Linked DNA regions of Astyanax mexicanus: region 1 is linked to region 2. The links are chromatin contacts, called in public Hi-C maps. All regions are on one chromosome and are shown on one strand. The core of a region is the stretch at or near the end of the contact, and the rest is flanking DNA. Distances in the headings are between cores, read along the strand shown. Region 1 overlaps pou2f1a (POU class 2 homeobox 1a). Region 2 holds the start of f7l (coagulation factor VII, like).

What was found. A called contact is a pair of places that touch in the nucleus more often than the background predicts.
Region 1: a Hi-C map of blood shows a contact between it and region 2, with 4 times the contacts expected there. The contact joins the enhancer-like site here to the promoter of f7l in region 2. A contact is called at or near these places in 2 of 3 Hi-C or Micro-C datasets (blood and muscle).

The regions. Positions count from the first base shown.
Region 1 is chr21:19,393,299-19,399,069 of AstMex3_surface, reverse strand. pou2f1a (POU class 2 homeobox 1a) reads left to right here. Exons shown (of 14, transcript XM_049469815.1): 11 at 1-53; 12 at 762-1,056; 13 at 1,402-1,493; 14 at 2,969-5,771. The coding sequence ends at 3,249. Among protein-coding and RNA genes, the nearest start is that of LOC125785845, 14 kb to the right of the region's middle. Within about 2 kb of position 3,054, the one cell type or tissue checked has an H3K27ac peak away from gene starts, as active enhancers do.
Region 2 is chr21:19,315,126-19,320,481 of AstMex3_surface, reverse strand. f7l (coagulation factor VII, like) reads left to right here and starts at 2,021. Exons shown (of 8, transcript XM_007254851.3): 1 at 2,021-2,139; 2 at 3,843-4,012; 3 at 4,308-4,332; 4 at 4,425-4,538. The coding sequence starts at 2,058. It overlaps LOC103045776, which reads left to right. Exons shown (of 9, transcript XM_022674856.2): 9 at 1-1,495.

The DNA of each region.
Region 1 (5,771 bases), core at 1,805-4,304, 78 kb before region 2:
TATAAACCCTGCATTCCCCCTGGGTACCTCTGTTCCCAGCCTCACTCTCGCTGGTAAGTTTCTGTTTGACTTTGTTGATGCATAGGATTCCAATTTAACGAGTGTTTAAGCATTTCTTATATTTTTTACTATGACTTTTTTGAATTAAGTAAAGTTTTGTGAAAATTTAACATGTGTAGGAGGAATTACCCCCCACAGTGAACAATGGGTGGTAAATTAATTGAAATTAGGGGTGGGCAATATTCTATCGTATACAATATATCGTGACACAGAAATATCATGATATTAAAAATCCATATCGTGATAATAGGGCTGTTCTGTCTTAAAAGTAGTCTATTATTTACTGTGAAGCTTTAGGTGTATTTATTGTATAATTGTTTTAGTTTGCAGTTTATATGCATGCACTAAATATTCTGCAATACTATTTGCTGCATTATATTATTTTATGCTATAATATTTATTTTGCCACATTATGATTATTCTGTTATACTATTATACTATATTCCTGAAATGAATGAATTATTTTAGTTTTCCTATATCGCCAAGTATATCGTTATCGCAAAAATACATTGAAAAATCGTGATATTATTTTAGAGCCATATCGCCCACCCCTAATTGAAATATCCCATCACTTTAAACATGCCAGTTTATGCTGTTATTCTAGCAGGTACCAAACTAATAGAGACTTTTAAGAAATTTCTGCAAACATTACTTTTTAAACTAAAATAGGAAACAAAAATTCTTCCCACCGTTATTTCCAGGTACAACTCTGGGTCCGGTCACCTCAAACACAGCGTCAGTCATTTCTTTGGCACCAGCTATCGCCACTCCAGCTTCAACGATCACATCACCATCACTCACAACCTCTGCCACTGCCGTAACCCTGAGCAGTTCTAGGCAGAATGCAGTTGCTGCATCTGAGGCTGGTGCCACCATTGCAACAGCAGCACAGGGTGCAGGTCAGTTTGTGGTGACGCCAGCTGCGCTGGGTGGAGCTAACCTGGCCGCCATGGCAGCAGCAGCAGGAATCATTGCGCCCTCCCAGTTAACGCAAGGGTGAGTAATGAATCTTCAATCATTTTTCTGTGTGAGAGCAATTTATGCATTTGCAATATGAATCACCTAGATATAGTTGATACATTTACTGTATATTACTTATATATGGATCTGGATATAGAAAAGCGTTCTACTTGATACTTAATAAATCAATTTAAGTTTAAACTGGAGTGGTTTGTTTGTGACGAGTCTTTACTCTGGTATATTGCCTAGCAATGATCAAATGCCATTTATGATTTATTCATGTTAAATTGCACAGAAACACAGGACCTTCTTCTTGTATTTACTCATTTTATATTTGCAGTCTATTCTGAGCTTTGTGTTAATTAATGTGGTCTCTGCCAGGGGAACATTACTGAGTTTGGCTCCAGCAGCTCTTGGCAATGCTCTGAATCCAACAGCACTAATGAACAACTCCACACTGGCCACCATTCAAGGTTTGTATATGTATATCCTGCTTTTTAGTTGTGTATTGTATACTGTCACGTGTTAAACAGGTTGAATAGATTAGGCAGCAAAAGAACCGTCAGTATTGGAGCTACAAGAAGGCTTTGTCAGAACATCTCCAAAACATTCAGGTTGGTTTTGTGGGGCAGTTTTAGTGATATCAGGGAGAACCTGTGCAATATTAGGCATGTGGTTTTAATGTCGCCATTGCTGATTTGTTTATTATAGTTATAGTTATAGTTGCACCCAGAAGGGAGGACACAGTGCTATTCAGGAGGACGGCAAAGGTTACCAGGGACAGTATATTAAGTTTTATACTGATATGGGCAATATCAGTAGCCATATGGGCAGCCATATGTGGAAAACAGTGAGGCATAGTTACTTTGAAAAAGTTATCCGATTACTGATTACCCCTTTAAAGGTTACTTAGTTACTTTATGGATTACTTGATTTTAAAAGTAACTAAGTAACTATAACTAAGTAACTAAGTAAGTTATGTTTATAACTTTTAAGTTACTGCTGCCGTAATAAAACGGTTTTGCTAAAACTCACTTTACTGGAAGCTTTGCTCCACCTTTGAGATTTGTTCTGCAAGTGTGCCACTGCGACTCCAAACATTGCTTCACATTTGACGTTGTGTTTTTGAAACTAGGTAGCACTTTGTCTCCAAGACAGAGTGAACAACCAATAGGGGTAAACACGAGGTAACCGCATGGCCTCTATCCACATGGTTGGACACGTGCTTGTAAACGCACTTGTCGAAAGCTGTGCACCTCAGTCCAGCACAGTTTTGCACAAATATTTCCAATTACCGCTGAATTTACATTTTAATTCCAGAAAATCGCTTTTCTTAACTTTTTAAAAAGCCATATATATGCCTGATTAAAGGGCAGTTTACTGTTGATTTGCTTTTTTCCACGGTGCTGACAGCACATGGGTGCTGTCGGGGCTGGTGACGTCATGGGCCCTGTATTGTTTAATATCGCGATATATATTGTCGAAAAAAGAGCAAAAAAAAGAGCAGCCATAGGTTTAGGTTATAAGGCTTAGATTACCATTATAAATGGTCAGATTAGAGTAACACGTTACTGACATCGCTGGTGGACAAGCATTTTCCTGTTGAAATTTAGCTACGATAGGGCTGTAAAAGTGCCTATATTGAAGACCAAAGGTAATATGTCATGTGGCATGCAACAACAAACCAGTGTTTTTGGTGTTGACCATGATGAATTCCCAGTTTTTCAGTCTTAATTTTTAATCCTTTATTGTTCCTGGTAATCGTTGTAGAGTGTTTCTTATGAATAGCACTGTAATCTTTCTTCTAGATGCAAATGTGTTTTTGATGATGAGTGTATGAAATGTAGAAATTAGAAATACCTAGCTTAACATTACATTTTGGGAAACAATTTTCAAATATCATCTGTCCAATACCAATACTGATAATTTGTTCATTTTTTTCTTTCAGCACTGGCGTCTGGAGGAACATTACCTATCACCTCCATCGACGGAAACGGCAACATGCTGTTTGCCAACACGAGTGCAGGAGGTACAGGTCCCAGCTTGGTGACCACCCCTCTTTTCCTGAACCCCTCCACTCTGTCACTTCTCCCCACCAGTGTATTGTCAACAGGTGGAGTCACAGGTGGGGCTCTAAACCTACAGGTGACCAATAGCATGCACCAGAGCGCTATTGCTGCAACAGCATTGCCAGTCAAAAGCATCACTGTGGCCTCCAAGGCTCAATGAACTTCTGGCTTCTTCCTTCTCTTTTCTTAGACTTTATTTAATCCCTGTGCTATTACCAAATATTGAGACTTTTTATTATTACATCTATTCTTTAACCTTCTCCTCCTTGTGCCAGGAAACTATTTTTCCTTTTTTCTGGACAATGCGGACTCTCTTTCTTAGCAAATTGTGTCTTAGGACCTAAATACGTTTTTGACTGTACTCGCTGTACTACTTGTGGCACATGCTGAGGAAGCAGATGTATTATCTTTATCTTATATTTTGTTTGCATGGGTTGGAGGGTCTTTTTTCTTTTAAAAAATCAGCTTAAAAAAAAATGACACACTCAACCAAAAATATAAGACTTTTTTGATAAGTTAACAAACTGAACGTCCTTATATAAATGAGATTACTCAGCACAAGAGAGTTTATATTTCACTTTGTACAAGGTTCCTTTTATTTCTGGGCCTCTTTGTTTTTAGGTCCATTGTAGAATATTTCAGATTTACAACCATGATCATTTCATATATTTTATAGTTTAATTTAGATATGTTACTGAAAACTATTGTCTTGGTGGATGTTTCGGGGCTTTTTAAAATTGTTATTGTTCTGACTATTGCATCACTTTATGAACTCGGTTAGAAGGCTTTAAAAAAAAACTAGAAATAAAACACAGAGGCTCTGGTTCAAAGCAGCGCCTCTTCAAGAGCAATGCAAGTGGTCTTTGTTCTGTTGAACCATCGTCTGCAAACACTGATTTTACTTTTAGCTCTTGATCAATGGGACAGTGACTCAAGGGTGGAGGTTGTCTGTAAACAGCACTGATTTATATAAGTAACAAATGTAATACAGGAAACATTTATAGTGTGACACTTTATACAGTGTTCATATGTTTTTTCTGTAACAGATCTGTAAAATTAGTAACATTTCCACTAATTTGGTTTTAAAAGGTAAGAGAAACATTTAGGCAGTTTCTTTATTAATGTAGCTTTGCACAATAACATATTTATCCTGTCTTCCCTCACAAATGTATTCTTTCATAGCTACTGTTTCCAGGTTGGACAAAATTCCCATACCTTTCACATGAGTGTAGTGCAGAACTAAAAGCTGGTTCAGTGGTGAAGCATGTGTTCAATCACATGCTGTGTGGTTGTTTTTGCTAACGCACAACAGATATGTACAAGTGGTGTTAATTGATAAAAATTATTTAATCAGATTAATTAATGACAATATAAAATCAATTTGCTTTCTTTAAAGTTTGGGATAAAAAACTAAATGAATAAATGTGTAGTGTTCTTCTAATGTGGCTTCTAATTAGTAAAGGTTGTAGGGAGAGTGTTAGACACACAAACAATAAATTTCAGACCCGGAAGCTTAAATGGATCACAGCAATGAGTTAGTTATATTAATTATATTAATCTATATTTATCAAGCATAATTTAAAAAATACCAGTGTGTTTACATCCCTAGTTAAATAAAAGCTAGTTAAAGCTTTCTTGTGATCGAAAAATGCAGTCGCCTTGGACAGTGGAGCAAAATGTATAAACATTGAACAACTTGAGCTACTGCAGTCCATTATCGCACTAGGTTTGAATCAGCCTTAAGTATGTATGATTTGGCCCTAGAATTAAACTTTTTTTTGTTTGTTTGTTTGTTTTTTCCAATTTTATGAGCTTTGCTCTGATTGGCTGCTTCACAGAAGCCACATAGCATTGCAAAGGAAAGCATTGACAGTGCAACATTTCTTAAATATCCTCTGTGCAGACTCTGGTGGCAGATCACCATATAAAGCAAAAGTGTATTGAACCCCATGATGAATAAAACCACATAATCAGCTACACACAAACAAAATAAATGTGATTGGAAATTAATAAAACACACTATAAATAATGTGGGTTATTAAACAGTAACTATGAAAGAATGAGGAGCATGGATAGGTCATGTTAGCTGAGCAAAAGCTAATAATAAAATTTTTTTATTACTTTTTTTTTTATCTCTTTTTAAAGACTAGCTCAGCATTTGAGCGATGGTGTTGAGGCAAATAGATCTGATAAGAAGTTTCAACCAAAGTAAACTGGTAGCTGCTAAATTTCAATAGAAATAGAAATAAAAACAAATTTCATAAATGACTTTAAATAGACTGAGTAGATCAAAAATGCATGTGTTGTAGGTTCAGCATCTACCCGAGGCTGTTTATCATATGTACATAAAGACTGTTGGACTTTGTAGAGAGTATATATTTTTGTAGAAATACCTCAGCAGCATTTAATACTAAAGCGTAATACTGATGTTAAAGGCATTCTGGATTTGTGGAAATATATATCTATGGTTTTTAGATGAATAGCGCAGCTTTAGATGTGGCCATAGAGCATTCCAATGATTAGTGATGCTCACAGTTACTTGAATGTTGTAGGATGAGTGATTTGTTACTCCAGCGTAGAAAAGTACTTCAGTTTAATAGAATTATTACACTTTACCATTGGCTTTAAACAAAGCTAACCAGCTTTTCTAAAATTCTCTGTACCTTTTCTATGTGCCTGACT
Region 2 (5,356 bases), core at 772-3,271:
TAAATAAGTACAATTGAGTAATCTACACACGACTTTTCCAAGTTCTTCAGTGAGCATGAGCAGAAAAGCAATACGGGACAACTTTCCACTCTTTAAACTTCCCCTCTTAAATTCAGGATTATTTTGATCTTTTACACAAATATTTTTGAACAAACGTTGTGAGATCATGTCTGTCTCTGTGGATCATTAGGTGGCCATAACTTTGTTGCTTGTTCTGATTGTCCTTTCTCGGTCCAGCTGTCAAAGTGCCTGTAAATTTCTAAGTAAACAAACATGTACTAAGTAAACAAACATGCTGGAAAGTGCTGGATGTTAACCTACACAGATTTCACTTTTGTTTCTTTACAGTAAACTTAGATTTCTAATATTGTTGTGCAGTTAGCAGAAGAAGGTTGCTATTAGCTAGCAGTTCGTCCTATGTAGCTTGTTTTAGCACGGTAAACATGCAGACTACAGACCAAAATTCTCTTCTCTGAACAGCAAAAGAGCTAGCACTGCGGTTAGCGGCTAATGCTAATACTGCTCCAGTCCCGTGCTGGAGAACTAAACTGAAACTCCTGCACTTCAGCGGAGTGGATGTATTGCTCCTTACAACCTGACTGGTAAATTTCGTACATAAGGCGCACTGACGATTTTTGGGAAAATTAAAGGATTTTAAGTGCACCTTATTGTGCAAAAAATATGGTGAATAGTTTATCAGTGGATTTGTTGGTCTTCTCCACTAAGACAAAATGTAACATGCTTTGCATTAATGTGTGACAAATACATATTAGGTCATTGCCGACATCATTCTGAAAGGTTGTTTTTGAATCATATGCATATAACTAGTGATGATTAGATTATTTTATATGTTATCTTTTTGTATAAGATATACAGTTCTGGTCACTTTTTATTTGTATTTTTATTTACCTTTGTTAATTTTATATTACATTTACCAGCTATTCTGAATTTTGTTAATTGTGAGAACAATTTTAAAATGACACATTATGCTGTACCTGTTGTAACTGTTAAATACACATAATAAATCAAAAATAAATACACTAAAGGAATTGGCATTTCTGTGCCTGAATCCTTGTGTCACTGTAGTTTAGATTTCTCCTTATGAAGATGTTATTACCTTGGGCCTAGTATTCATTTATTTATTCAGATACAGATTAGATACATGTGTAGGCAACATTGTATAACTGCTTTGAATTGCTTTATAATTGAGAAGTGTATTTGTGCTTCAGACACTCCTAATGGACACACTTTACATGTGCATTTCTGGACAGGCTGAGATTTACAAAATAGTCACTGGAAGTGAAATAATCATGTGGACTGAGGTAGTAGAGTAATATTATAGAATTGTGCATAAATAAAAATGCACAGTTACTGAGTTACAGTATAGATAGCAACATTCTGGACCTGAAGTAGCAAGGACAGCAACGCTATTCTTCCTATGTTGCAGGTTAATGGAGCATCTTAATGATTTTAAAGGTGTTGTTTTAAGGTTAAATGCTACATGTTGTTAATAATTTATATTATATATGTATATATATATATATATATATATATATATATATATATATATATATATATATTTTTTTTTTTTTTTTTTTTTTTACCTCCGAGCATGACATTACATTGACATTATATAGAGCAGCATGCAACATTTACAATTCATGTTACTGTAAATGAACAAATGAGTAAATAAAGTGTTTTTCAGTAATCATATTGTTTTTTATTGTTTTTATTTCTAAATCTAAAGACTATGAGGCCTGAGACCTTAAAAAAGGTAAAAATTATAGGATCTTAGATTTTGTACCTTTGCACAGTGTTTCTTTGTTTTAAGGGAGGATAAAATGAAATATCACTGACTGTATTGCTGTTGCTGCACAAGGAAATAGCACCACCTACTGCTGAATCAAAAGGTTTTTTTCTTTCTTATTGTTTAAGCTCCAGTACTAGTGTGCCATGTAGTCCACAGACCACCCCCCTTTTGGTGTTCACCCCATAGGTCTGAGAGAAGCACAGAACTGAACTTTGATCAGAACCTGTTGAGTACAAAGCACAACATAATGGAGTCGAGCCCATGCGGAATGAAGCTGTGCTTTTTAATCACACTGCTCAGTGTCCCGGCCTGCTTGGGGCATCCAGCGGGTAAGCTGTACCATCTGTTAAATGAACACATACATGATAGTAGGAAAATAACACCAAGTCTAAACCACAATTAGCCTCTAGTTGTTATTAGGAATTTTTATTTGTCTATGTCTGTTAGTCAGGTTTAAACAGCTGAGTCTTTCCCTCTGCTGTCTCAATGGCAGAAATGAGGAAAATGTACTAAATCTGCATATTTCAAACACTTCTGTCACAAACTGAATAATGTAAACACATTAAAATGAATTTTAAATGTATGTAATGTCTAAAACACAACAAATCCATCTAACTGAAATACACAAAAGCTTATTTGACATTTTATATTTTATACTGTTATTTTTTCAATGCCAACACACAGGACTTGTATTATGTGTTAACTGACAAAGTAATAGAGCAGATTGCATAGTATGCAGTTATGTCTTGGGCAGATATGTGTACTATTAGTCTTATTCATACCTGTCAAGTTTTAGATTTAAAAATAAGGGATATTTTCCTCTGTCCGCTTAAAGCCGTCCCACCAGCCCAACAAAGGTTCAGTATCCCTTACATTTTAAGACACATGTAAACCACCTTCACAGTACAATTAGATTATCAGAATCTGAAATGTTGTGGACATTCCTACATATGTCATTCTTTTAATACAGCCAAATTAAAAACCCTTTTCTAGATATTAAAAAAAGTTAAGATTTCATGTCTTTTTTGGCATAAATGCACTCTTTTATATGATATATTTTTTATTTATTTAATGGATTTAAAATTTAACAAAGTGTCCGCAAATTCTGCAAAATGACTGTTGGTGACCTAAAAATAGTATCATGAGCTTTTACTAAAAGGACATGGACCAGATATATTCCATCAGTAAAAATTAGTCCTAAGGGGCCTACACAATTAATAACTTTTAATTAATACTTCTTTCTTTTGATCACTCCACCCCTGATCAGTTCAGATAATTTCGGTCCTCTCACAAGCTGTATTTTTTTTTTTTTTAAAGGTTTAATCTGTGTGTTTTATTTCGGAGACGAGTATTTTTAAGCAGCTATCAGAAAAATCTCATCACAGTTTCCATGATTAGCCTACCGTTACCTTTCTTTAAGAAAAATCGCTGAATATCCAGATATGTTTTAACATCAGCTGCTCCGACTAGCTCCCTGAACTCACCGCGACGGGGGGCTTCCCCACACTGACCCTCCTTTGCAAGCTGATTGGCTGTTTCTCCTGAAAGGCGGGACTTTCTCCTTGAACTGGCTCCACGATTGGTAAAGAGACACAGAGCGGTCAGTGCCCTGTGTCCTCAATAATATATATTTTATTATTTTAATAAAATACGGAAATTTACGGGAAAATACTAATACAGGAGGACGGCGGGAAAGAGGAGTAAAATACGGTAATTTCCCGGCCAAAACGGGAGACTTGACAGGTATGGTCTTATTAGACACTGCATCTATAGGCATCACTATAGATATACTATTTTAAGGCCGCAAGGTGTGAAAATAGACTGTTGACAAGGTGTAAGATAGCAATGTGCCCTTGAGGGTTTAAGATAGGGCCCTATGACTCAGTCAAAGATGTTTTGCAAAGCTGGTCACTTTGAGATGAAGACCATCATTGGAGTGAGAGAAGGAGTGAGAGCAGAAACACACATCTCCCCAACGCATGAACTAACCCTAACCTTTTTTATTCATTTTCATGGGTACCACACCTGTCAGCTCCAGTTTTCCTCAGTAGGACTGAAGCTAACCAGGTGTTTCTGCATCGCTTCCGACGTGCTAACTCATTCCTGGAGGAGCTGAAAATTGGGAATCTGGAGAGGGAGTGTCTGGAGGAGAAATGTTCCTATGAGGAGGCCAGAGAGATCATCACTGTGCCTGAGCAACTGGTAGACATAGCTTAATTAAACACCACAACAGGGTCCATATAGGTGTAATAGAAATTGTATGCCAATATAAATGTGGAAGCCATTGGATTTGCCTTGTATTGTGGGAACTTTATTGAGTTTAGGAGTATTGCTATGGTAACTGTAATTGTGTACCTTACTCATACCGAACTGTGATGTGAACTGAACCAACATTTGTGTACTAATACATCTAAATAATGACCAACATTCAAGATGTTGCAAATCTGACTAAAACTGTCCACAGCCCAACAAATCTTTTAACTTTTTTGTTTTTCAGCAAGCGTTTTGGAAGGTGTACACAGGTACGGTAGTCACTGGAAAAGTCTGCCTTAAAATCTCTTCCCCATGTATTTGCCTTGATTCATACTTTGATCAAAATCATGTGTTTTTGCAGAGGCGGACCACTGTAAATCAGAGCCATGTGCGAATGGGGCCACTTGTAACAGTCAGGGGAATAATTACATCTGCATATGTCCACCCAAGTTTGAGGGACGCAACTGCGACAAAGGTAACATTACCAACATCATCTGTTCTGAAGACACTGGAGAACTTTTTTAACAATCTGTACAATCTTTTTGGGGAATTGAATTGCTCTCAAGTGAAGGTGTCTAGCTTTCCCAGAGACACCATGTCACAAGTGTAGACCAAAGGTGATCTGGCATCATAAGAAATTGCGCCCCACACCAAGACACCAGGCCTTCTCTAAGTGTTATGGGTGAAAACAAACCCTCCAAAGCCTCCAAATACGGATCCGATATGTCTACCAAGACAAACACTGGACTCATCCCTAACATTCTGAGTATTCTGAGTGAATATACAGTGGAATTAAAAAGTATTTGCCCCCTAGAGATTTCTTCTGTTTCTGCTTTTTTGTCAAACTGATATTTTTTATTTAATCAAACAGATTTTAATACCAGACAAATATAACCTGAGTAAATATAAAAAGGCACATTTTAAATTATAATTGTATATATTAAAAGAAAAAAAACTAGCTGTCAATCAGTCTTTCACGTCTCTGTGGAGGAAATTTGGTCCACTCTTCTTTCAGAGTTGTTTTAATTCAGACACATGTTTAAGATCATGCCACATCATCTCAATCAGACTCTGACTATGCTCTCCAAAACCTTCATTTTTTTATTTTTTTTAAGTCATTCAGAGGTGGACTTGTTTGTGTGCTTTGGATCATTGTCCTGCTGCAGATCCCAAGTACACCTGAACTTGAGGTCACGAACACATTGCTGAACATTCTCCTTCAGGATTGTCAGTTAAACAGCAGAATTCCTGCTTTCATCTATTACAGCAATTTATCCAGGTCCTGAAACAACA